Regions from separate parts of the Rattus norvegicus genome. Here region 2 is linked to region 1. A link is a contact called in public Hi-C data. All regions are on one chromosome and are shown on one strand. Each heading gives the region's core, a stretch centred on a gene start, on an enhancer-like site or on the middle of the called end of the contact. The rest is flanking DNA. Distances are from core to core; before and after follow the strand shown.

What was found. Hi-C and Micro-C count contacts between places; a contact is called where the count stands out from the background.
Region 2: a Hi-C map of liver shows a contact between it and region 1, with 4 times the contacts expected there. The contact joins the promoter of Ripk2 here to the promoter of Tmem64 in region 1. A contact is called at or near these places in 2 of 12 Hi-C or Micro-C datasets (liver and mammary epithelial cells).

The regions. Positions count from the first base shown.
Region 1 is chr5:33,493,472-33,499,235 of GRCr8, forward strand. Tmem64 (transmembrane protein 64) reads left to right here and starts at 2,561. Exons shown (of 3, transcript NM_001399333.1): 1 at 2,561-3,531. The coding sequence starts at 2,740. It overlaps LOC134478938 (a long non-coding RNA gene), which reads right to left and starts at 2,454. Exons shown (of 2, transcript XR_010051713.1): 1 at 611-2,454; 2 at 1-479.
Region 2 is chr5:34,456,533-34,462,296 of GRCr8, forward strand. Ripk2 (receptor-interacting serine-threonine kinase 2) reads right to left here and starts at 3,131. Exons shown (of 11, transcript NM_001191865.1): 1 at 2,825-3,131. The coding sequence starts at 2,997. LOC120102838 (a long non-coding RNA gene) reads left to right here and starts at 3,544. Exons shown (of 3, transcript XR_010051714.1): 1 at 3,544-3,692.

The DNA of each region.
Region 1 (5,764 bases), core at 1,311-3,810:
GAGCCTGGCTCATTGACAAATACTGCTTGAACTTACATATGCAAAACCATGAGTGTGCACGTGTGTGTGTGTGTGTGTGTGTGTGTGTGTGTGAACTAGAAAGTCAGAGGTCTGACGGAAGCAGGGAGGAGTGAAAGATGAGGTTACAGAATATACAAATTGTTACATGAATAATGCAGAAGGGAATTATTAAGGGGGAAAGAGACTATTAAGAGTGGATCACGGGGAGAGGGGGCCAATAAGATTATTAAAATTCCATAATGAAACACAATACTTGGGGGGTTAACCTAAAATTCAAAGTCTGTCAGGTATTCTAGGAAGCTAGGTTATTGGGGCTCATAGGACAGTCAAAATGGCAGCTTTCACAGTGTCTTTAGTTGTGGGGAGACAGACAGTGAAGGAAATCTCTTTGGCAGGCAGACTTGTCCTTCAGGTGAGAGTCGTCCAGGATGTCCTTTCTGAAAACAGGCCTGCAGCACCTAGTATGAGTAAGGGAAGGGAAACTAGACTTTCTAAGAGACAAGGGAAGACCATTCACCAGAGAGATAGCAGGGGTAGAGTGAGGGATCAGCAGGGGTAGAGTGTGAACAACCTCAGGTAGGAGACTTACCCATGCAAGAGAGGGGATGCCAGTGTGCTAGTATGTGATGAGGCAAGGGCAATGAGGTAGGGGTGGCAGCAGAGGTGAGGTCATAAACACCTTTGTAGGCCAGGGGAAGAGTTAATATTTTCCCATAAGGGTTTTAGGCTGATCATGATGGACCACTGTGTGGGAATCAAGACATGCCTCGCTTCCCATCGTAAAACGTAATCTTCATAATTCTACGAAAAATAAATTACAGTGGCACAAGCGTGGAAACGTTCCACTACAATTTACACTGCGGTGGGTCAAGGCACTGTGCCCAGTGGATGCAGATGGTATCTTGGATAATCATGTGCTGTGTAAATAGGGATGAACTCCTGATCCAAGACTGGCCCATCCAGAGAACTGGCATCGCAAGAGCTGGCTCAGAACTCAGGCCTCTGCATTTGGATTTTAGTCTTCTATAATGTGAACTGGAGACTTACGCATGGAGTTGGTATGGGAATAAACGACAGAGAACAGAAATGGAAATAGGATGCCGGGCTTCATCATCGTCATCACCACCACCACAATTATTATTATTATTATTATTATTATTATTATTATTATCATCATTATTATTATCATTATTATTAAATATTAAGTAATATGAGGTAGTCTTCCAGACTCTTCACAAGGGTCTAAGTAACAAATTTCATTTCTCAGACCTGTCCTTCTTCACACCAGTCAGAAGTAATGAAGACCTGCCCTGATAATCTCACTTTCACATGTCAGTGGTTTTTCTTCTCACTATTTCCATCAAGAACTAACTGGCATTCTTACTCTTCACTATCTTCCTTCCCAAGATGAAAAGTCGCAGAGCTCAGTCTCTGGAACATTGATAAGTGACATGGCAAAGAGCAAAAGGATTTTGGAAAGTTTCCGAAGGCATATAAAAGCTAGTCACAATTCACTTGGCAGAATATGTCGTGCAGACTGACCCAAACACAAGGCCTAAACAGAAAAGCCAGTCTACCATGACTGAGAATACAGAGAATATTTAGCACACCTATTACCATTCAGTCATCCATAACCATGGTTTTAACTGTTGCCTGTGTATCAATGTCAAAATTTCTAGGAGTGGTAATTCATGCCAACACTGTTATTCCTATTTTCAAACATCTAACCGAATCCACATTTGGCTCTTGATATGGACATCTCGATTCTCATGCATCAAACTCATTTATTATATTTTCCTTGGGTCAATGTTTCCATCTATTTACTACCTCAAATAAGAACTCTAGATAGCATTCTTGATTCCTTATCCTGCTTTCCTAGCACTATGTCAGTCTTAAATCTATACATAGCCCTGAAAGGGCTGGTAACAGAAGCCCTTAACAAAGGTCTTCTGAGGAGGAATCTTTTTCCAAGCACAGTGCTTGGCACTCAGGAAAGGATTAGGAACTAGAAGACACATTTTCTGAAGAGTGGCCCTTCACAACCAATCCCCTGGGCTCCTAAACAACCAAGTTATCTAGAACCCACTGGGAGACTTAATCTCTGGGATTGTACATCTGGCCTCCTCAGAACAGACAAGAACTCCTTCCCTAAAGTCGCTAGACAGCTTTGGATGAGAGTGACACGCTGCTTGTTTGCAGGAGAGGTCAATCGGAAACCACTAGAGAGGCACTTGGCAAGAGTTCCAGCAGCTGCGGCCAAGGGTCTTTGACACGCAGGCAGGCACGCGCGCGCCCGTGGAAGCTGGGAGCGCGCAGCCCCGGGTCCCCTTTCCGCTTCCCGTGGCTTCCCTCCACCTCACTCTACTGCCCTGGCAGCGGAGGACTCGGTTGCCAGAGAGACGCGGGTACCTCGCCACTCAACCGCAGCCCCCGCCCGGCGTCACGGGGGCGTGACCCACCACCCAGCTATGTCTCCGCCCCCTGTGCGCGTGCCCCGCCCCTCGGGCCCAAGGGGGCGGGCTCTGCGAGCGCGGGGTCCAGACTCCACCGACTCCCGGTCGGACCGTGTCTCGACTGCCGCTGCTGCCGTCTGTCTCCGGCCGTTCCCTCCCCGCAAGCGGACGCAGGGAGCCGAGGCCTGGCGTGCGGGGTGCCATGGAAGGCGGCAGGCAGGGGGACGCGGCGGGAGCGGAGACACTGGCCGGCTGAGGCCGAGGCATGCGGAACCCCGGCGGAAGCCTGCTCCACACGCTGCCCCGGGCCTTGCAGCACGCCGGTCGGCCGGGCGGTGCGGAGCAGCCGGGCCGCTGGGCACCGGAGCGGACAGCGGGAGGGGACTGCTCGGAGGACCGCCTTCCCCGTGGGGGCGGGGCCAGCGCGGCTGCTGCTGCGGCGGCGGCCTCGGGCGCGCTGCTCGGCGCCTATCTGGAGCGCCACGGTCCGCCCGCGGCCTCGGACTTGCCGGCGCCGGCCGGGGCGTTGGCAGGCGGCCCCGGGAGCGGCGGCGGCGTGGTGGTCGGGGTGGCCGAGGTGAGAAACTGGCGCTGCTGCTGCCTCGGCAGCACCTGTTGGTGCCGGAGCCTCGTGCTGGTGTGCGTGCTGGCCGCCCTGTGCTTCGCTTCCCTGGCCCTGGTCCGCCGCTACCTGCAGCACCTCCTGCTCTGGGTGGAGAGCCTCGACTCGCTGCTCGGTGTCCTGCTCTTCGTCGTGGGCTTCATCGTGGTCTCCTTCCCCTGCGGCTGGGGCTACATCGTGCTTAATGTGGCGGCCGGCTACCTGTACGGCTTCGTGCTAGGCATGGGGCTCATGGTGGTGGGCGTCCTCATCGGCACCTTTATTGCTCATGTGGTCTGCAAGCGGCTGCTCACCGCCTGGGTGGCCGCCAGGATCCAGAGCAGCGACAAGCTGAGCGCCGTTATCCGTGTCGTGGAGGGAGGAAGCGGCCTGAAGGTGGTGGCGCTGGCCCGGCTGACTCCCATACCTTTTGGGCTTCAGAATGCAGTGTTTTCGGTAAGTGGTCCCCTTGGCCTTTCTTTCTCGATCACTCTCCAAATTTGTCTTTTAGAGCCCTTGTGACCACCCTAGGAGGCGCTCTGTATGACAGATACCCAACAGAGCGTCATTGACGTTTTTTATGACATCCTGAAAAAATTATACTACAAATTCATATAACACAGTCCCTTGAAAGACCTGCTAAAGAACTAATTTTTTTCCCGGTGCGTGTGTTTGTGTATGAGTTTGATAAGAAAAAGTGAAGTACTCATTTAACTTGGGTTGGGGGAGACAGGCAAAGGAAAGTATCCTGTTGTCATTGCATGTCTGAAGCGGCTTTGGTAGCTTTTTGACTTTGAGACTTGACTTCCTAGCTTCTCTCTGCCCTGCATACATTGGGAGCAGGGTTTTGATTCAAGTTTCTGGCTATATTGGGGCTGTGGATCGCTTTTGTTTTTAGCAGTGGAGGAGACAGCCGAGACCCCAAGTTCTTGGAGTTTCCTAAATTTTCAATAGGCTTCTTAAAAGTAGTTTGCCGTAATACTGTGTAAAAGCTGAGGATCCTGTTTATCTTTGTTTAGAATTCTATTTTGAAGTCACTTGGGTGGTTCATAAAACAAAGTGAGCACCGGCTCTTCTTACCTTGTAAGGTTTAGCTTCTTCCGTGTAGGTTTCTATAGCGAGGGTGCACCAGATTTAAGGGTAGAAATGTTGCTGGTGAGGTAGCGACCACTTGATGGGAACTCTGTGGCTTTAGGACAAATTATGAAACCTAATCTGAAGTATGTCTTGTTTGAAGACAGGCCCGCACTCTAGCCCAGGCTGTCCTAGAACTCACTGTGTAGCTCAGGCTGGCCTCAGACAGGCAGTGATTCTCCTGCCTTAACCTCCCTTAGTGTTGTGTGACCAGCATGGGTCCCCGTGTCCAGCTTTGACTTGACTTTTGTGGAAAAGGACCAGCTGACTGACTTTCCCACGTTCAGTGACTGCAAACTAGAGCTCACACCTGTGATTCCTAGGTATTCGCCATCAAATCAAAGGAAACTGCAAGTAGTGAGGGACAGCAGTAAGTGTGGCCTCAGCCCTTCAGCTTTTATTGTTTCACACTGGAATATGAGCATACATGGTGATCAGCCTTAATAGATCAGCTGAACCAAGACTATGAGATATGACCAGGAACATGAGTTTAATGCCGATAGTGTGATCACGGCCAGCATCTTTTTCTTGTCTGCGTAGTGTGTTGAAAGATACTTTTTCCAGGGATCTTCCGTCCTCAGCCGGTAGAAGTGACTGTACAATCAAATAGTTGTTGCCTACAGCAGATGGGAACACTGAGCTGGTACTCTGCAGTCCTGCTGTCTTCGGCGTCTGCTGACCTTGGCTAAGATGTCTGTTCTTTCTGCACCTTAATTTCCGTTTGTAAGATGAGGAAAGTGTTGGGTCTTGTTTGATGGGCTACTGGTGTGCATTTTGTTGTTTAGCTACTGGTTGCTCTGTCTGTTGTTTTTGCCCAGAGTCACCTGGGAAGTAAAGAAGCGGTGGAGCCAAACTTTGACCTGTGGCCTAGATAGCGCCCCAGCCTATAGCCCACTCTGTTTCCTCATGGGATATTTGCTACCTAATAAAGTCACAGATACTGGAGAAGATATGTATTGATTACAACCTTTTCCTTTCCTAATGTCTCTTTTATATTAAATTCATAAGTACTATACTACTGTAAATAGTTTGAGGTTACTCAATTTGTAGTTGAGTTTAACAGGGGTCAGGAGCCTTTCATTTTGGCATTAACTGCATCAGGAGAAAAAGAAGAAAGAATTCTATTGCAAGAGGGTATTGTTACCATTTCAGAAAGAAGACAACAACGCCTCATTATCCTGAAACTTTTAGAGTCACCTGGCAGAGGCAGCGCAGCGGTTAAGACATGTAATCAGCTGATGGTAGCGTGTGTTGCTGTAAAATTCTCAAGCATAAACAGAAGCAGGATGGGCCGTGAAGGTCTGGACATGGTCTGTTGGTCCACATCCTCCTAGGCTGTCTTCTCGTAGCAGAGGCCCTTTCAACCTACGTAGTTGGCTGTGTTTGCTCAGGGTCAGTGAGATTGAGAAAACACAGTGTGGGGCAAGGTTGGCTTGAACCCGAATTCTCTGTTTTGCCTTCTAGATCATCGTTGTGCCTCTAGACCTCATGCCAATCGCACCTAGCCAGACATACTCTTTTGTTCTCTACTTTTCTTCTTATCGAGTCTTTTAAA
Region 2 (5,764 bases), core at 1,881-4,380, 960 kb after region 1:
CATAACCAAGTCCCTATTCTCTGTCCCTGATCTCAGCTGTAAAGAAACCAGTTCTATCAGTCTGTGAAGCTCATCCAATTAAACTTCAATTTCTCAAGTTCTGTGTTTGCCCCAAGAGATATGGGTCAACAAGACAGTTGCTGTGTAGTGCCTTACAGGATGAACCCAAAGATCCCTGGACACTTGAAATGAGAGGGCACAGTGTAGAAGTTCCAGTGACACATACATATAAAATAACCTTTCCTCTTTCTGTCCAAAGTATGAAATAAGGGATTAGGAGACAGCACAGTCGGTAAAGTGATTGTCATACAAGCCGGAGACTCTGAGTTTAATTCCTAATACAGACAAAAAAGCCAACAATAATGAACACTCCAAAACATTAAACACACACACACACACACACACACACACACACACACACACACACACACATACACTCTCACACTAAATGGTGGTCCTGAGGTGGTCTTGAGGAACAACACCTGAGGTTGACCCCTGGCTTATACATCATGCATGTGGAGCAGCACATGCATCCCCTACGTGTATATACACATGCATGTACATATACACAAGAAAAGGTATGATGTATTCGTCCTCCTTGTCAGCCATTTTATATGCACTCTAAACCCTGGGCAACTCTCTAGAGCTGGTTTCATTATCTCCATTTTACATATGGGGCATCTACAGTTAGAAAAACGAATGATCCTTTGGTGACCACAACACAAAGCGACAGGTTTTAAGTCACATTTAAATTGTAGCTCTGGTAAAGTCTGTTTTTCCTAGTCTACTGTTTGATGAGAAAAGCAAATCAGATGGTTTGTGAGGTTAGATTTCAACAAGATTGAGGGGGAAAATAAAAGCAAAAGATTTTTAAAATATAGCTTCAATAATTATATCACTAAAATTACCCAACTCAAAATTTCAATAGGAAACAGCTATCCATCTCTAGGGTACTTGAACAGCCAACAGGAGTCAGCAGTTCACTAAAGCGGGAAGATTGCTATGGAAGTCCCACTCATTGGCTACGGAGAGTGACTCACTAATTGTTAAAATAACATGTAACGTCACATAAACTTATTTTCTTTTCAGGTAATCTTAAAGAACAATGGGTACATTATCCACACCAGAGCACCACAAGTATATGTATAGTGTTTATTATTCATATTTTATAGGTGAGGAAGTAAGATACCCTCAGAGTCAATTGCATAATCCTAGGCCTGTGCTCATGGAAAGATCTTAGACAGCAAGATAAAAGAGTGCAATGCAGTAGGGCAAGGGGGTTTTGTTGGTCTTATAAAGGTATTTTCCTATCTAATTCAACGGAATTATACTATGAAGTGGTTGGCGAATTTGGGAAAGCAACAACTTTTTTCCCATCTTTATCCCTCGGCCTACAAATGACACAAACAAAGCTTAGGTAAATTTAAGCCTTGAAAAGCAGAAACCAAAGTAAGAAAAATCAACTAGCTTTAGTATAGATAGTGGTCTATTAGTGCTACATTTGCATAGACTATTTGCTTGATTCCTAACCAACCTCCCTTTTAATGTTGACTACTGTGTGTTCATGCATGTGCGCGCGCACACACACACACACGCACACACACACACACAGAGCACTGGCTCCATTGACTACTACAATGTGATCTTGCCAATAATGGAAAAAAAGAGCACAGGCAGATGAAAGTCTAACATTTTATCAGGGCTGAAGCAAGAGAATTATTTGATGCTGGAACTGCCCTGATACCCAGCATTAATGGCCTCTGACCAATAGGGCCACTATGATATCTGTATTTCCACACTAGATCCAGGAGAAGAGAACACTGCAACCACCAGTGTTAGCAAGTGCACTAAGGACTGAATGAAGGTCCGGCTCAGTTTCTGATGGAAGAAAAATACGAAGAGTTCTGACTAGACCCATTGACTAACACATACAGTCACAGATCTATGGTATTTAGTTGTAATGTTTTCCTGGAAACAGAAACCAATGCTTTTTTTTTTTTTCTTCTTCTTCTGAATATATGGGAGCTGGATCCAAATAATGCCAGGACAAGGGATGGTCAAATTTGTTTTCAATCTTCACAAGTTTTGACCATTTAATAGCTTTTGATTCATCTTACTGTTACAAAAACAGAGCACACTTCCTTTGGGGACTTCCAAAGCAAGAGCTCGAATAACAACTGGTAATGTAGAATTTGATATCCGAAATTCATGAGTGCACGTAATAAACCACAAACAAAACAAAACCAACCAAAATCCAACCAAACCAAGACATAATACGCAGGCTCAGGAGCAGCACTGCTCAATAAAACTATGGAGTGAAACACACATAAAACCCTAGAAAAATATTTTGACGTTTAATCAATACAAAAACTACACACACACACACACACACACACACACACACACACACACACACACACACACAGGCGCTAAATGTTCAAAATCCGGTGTGTATTTTGCACTCACTGCTTAGTACTTCGTTTCGAAGAGCAGTTGCCAGAGCCCCACAGCTCTTGTGACTAACAGCTAGCTAAAATAGAGCAAAGCCCACAAGCACTGTACCAACACACTTTTAGAGGTGGCCGTGATTGCAGGGTTCTGGAGAGAGAGAGAGAGAAAGAACACCTTGGATGGGAGGAGAGGCAGGGCGGTGGAGAGGCGAGTTGCGAAGTCTGACGCAGGTCCAGGACAATTTCTCTCTTGGGCCAGGATAGCCCAAAAACTTAAGGACTCGCCGCGGCGGAGCCGGCGCATCACCATCAGTGCGGTCAGGATGATAACGCGTCGGCCCGCACTTGCGTGGGGTCCCACGTCCGCGCCCTACCTGTCGAGCAGCGGCGTGTGAATGTGCAGGTGCTTCACTGCCACCCGCACCCGCCAGTCCGCGTGTCTTGCCGACGAGACGGTGCCTGAGGCGCCGCGGCTGAGGTAGTGCAGGTCGGCGAGCTTGTGGTAGGGGATGTGGGGCAGCGCGCTGCAGATGGCGTCCCCGTTCATGGCTCCAGCTGCGCAGCGGCTCCGCCCGACCCTGGCCGCGGCCCGTGCTGCGGTGCGCTAGGTCCCGGGGCGGCCCATTCTCTGCAGTTCCGGCCCGGCCGGCTGTCCCTGGGAGCCCGTCGGGTCTGCGGCCGCGCCGAGGCGGACCTTCCTCCGCCCTCCTCCTGGGTTCCGTGGGTTCCTCCCTCCGCCGGCTTTTCTAGGCCGGGCTCTTACCTTCACCAGCTCCTCAGCCTTCGACTCCTACCCCGACCCCTCCCTCCGCCGGCCCCTCCTCCGCCGGCTCCTCCCTTCTTTAGCTCCTCTCTCCGCGGGCTCCTCCTCCGCCAACTCCTCCTCCGCCAGCTGGTCGGTCCTCTGGCTTCACCTTCCGCCCGCTCCTCCCTCCATTGGCTCCTCCTCTGCAAGCTCCTCTCTTCGCTAGCTTCTCCCTCTGCAGGCTCCACTATCTGCTGGCTCCTCCCTCGACCTGCTCTTCCTCTGTAGACTCCTCCCCCCTTCGGCTCCTCCCCCGCCGGCTCCTCCCCTCGCCGGCTCCTCCCTCTGCCCGCTCCTCCCTCCCTCTGCAGCTCATGAGGTTAACCCAGGCGAGTGTCAGAGGCTTCCCTCCCTCGACAGCCGAGTGGGCACCACTGAGGCCTGGAAAAGTTTTCCTCTGGGGAAAATCCCTCCGCAGTCCTCCAAGCCGGTGTCAGGTGGGTCGGCTGGATTTTCCTTTGGCCTGCGTGTCTTCCTTAGCTTCCAAACCCCAGAAGCGATAGGGTGTGGGGTGACTGGGGAGTCTGGTGACTTCGTTAAGGCCCCACTTCCTGCGCTGTTACTATGTGGTTGCCTTTGCCCCAATCTTTACTCAGTGTCTGACACTTGAGGAGTGAGGTAGAGAGGTCAGCGTTGTCAGTGTGACAAATTGAGGTGTTTAGCTTCTGTGACAAGCTCTCTTACCAGGACACTCTTTCTCCTTTTATTCCCCAAGGCCTATGCACAAATTGAAAAATAGAACCATTTCTTGTGTTTGGGAAGTCTTCTATCCGAGAAGAAAAACAAAGACAAAAACAAAAACAAAAAGCAAAAAACCAAACAACCAAAAGCCATCACTATTTCATCTTTTTACTTTAAACACCTTTCTACTTAAATGACTGTTCAGTACGACGTTTGGGGCAAGTATCTCATATGAGCGATATAGTTCCATGATCCTACACCCACCAGGATGTTGCAATCTGTGATGTGTTCCTTATATTAGTAATGTAATATGTATACAACATCGACATTTCCTTTCCTACACACTAGTTCTTAATAGTTTTTTTTTTTTTACAAGTCTGCATTCTAAGATTATGTTTTCTTGGGCTAGAGTCATGGGTAAGCCATTAAGAGGGCTTTCTGTTCTTCCACAGGACCTGAGGTTTGTTACTAGTACTCGAATCTAGTGGCTCACAGCTGCCTGTTCTCCAGCTCCAGAGAATCTGACCACCTCTTCTGGCTTCTGTAGGCAACGCACATAAATAAAAAATATAAGTTTAAAAATAGGAACTCAATATAATGAGTATATATTCTTAACTAAGAATATATGGGTACATATATGTATGTATGTATGTATATACATACATGGATTTTTGTGAATATATACATTTAATTTTCATAATCACCTAGTTAATGATAGAAAGCTTAAGACATTAATATTGAAATGAATTTACTAGACAAACACTTAAACAAAACAGACAAATTAGCCTCAAAAATAAGTACCACACCTATATGTTGAACTCATTTATTTAAAATCCTACAAAATTATACCTAAATGTTATTGTGAATAAAGTTTATTTGTGTCTTACTACATTAGTTTAGGAAATATCAGCTTTAAGAGATTCACATCTCATTTAGAAATAAGATACAAACATTTTGCAAAATAACACACTTTTTCAAAAAACAGCCCAGTTTCAAGTCAAGTGTAGTAGTATTGGGTTCTACTTAGTTACCATCCAGGGTCATGGATTGAGTTCAGTTTTCCCCAACAATTAAACAATTAAAAGACAGAGGGAAAAAAAATCACAGCAATAGCAAGCAATCAAGTTTTATTAAAAGTATAGTATGTGTGCACACCCATGCACACACATACACACACATATGCACTTGCACACACACATGCACACTCACATGGACATGCACACGCATACATACACATGCACATGTACACATACACACACATGCACACAAGTACACACACACATGCACAAGCACACACAAACATACACTCGACACAGAAGAACAGACTGATCATAAGTAGGGAGGAGATAGATACTGAAATCTGCTTTCCCTTGGAAGATTGGTAGTTCGAGTGTTTTGGTGACATAGGATAGGTTCCTTTCCCCCTCTTTTTGCATTGGTCAGCTTGAAAACAGAGGTGTAAGTCCCTAGTATCTCACTGTGCAAGCTTTGACCTATCCATGCCGTGCCTAGAACATGCCCAGATAAGTCACCCAGAAAGGTCACACTTTCGGGAAAAGCCAGAAGCTTGCTATCTTGTTGATTATCTACACTCTGATTTGCTGTATGCCTACTCTCACTCCTCCAGACTAGCTCCCAGACTGTTGTAATTCCCAGGATTCCCTCCTCCTGGATACTCCCTGTCTCTATATGACAGCAAGTCTCTCCCCTTCTTGATGTGCACACTAGTCTTGAAATTCTCTCTTGATGCTATCTGCTATTCTTGCTTTCCTCACAGATAAATTTTGGACATGCCCAGTCCTCTTCTGTTTCTGTTAGCCCTGGATTC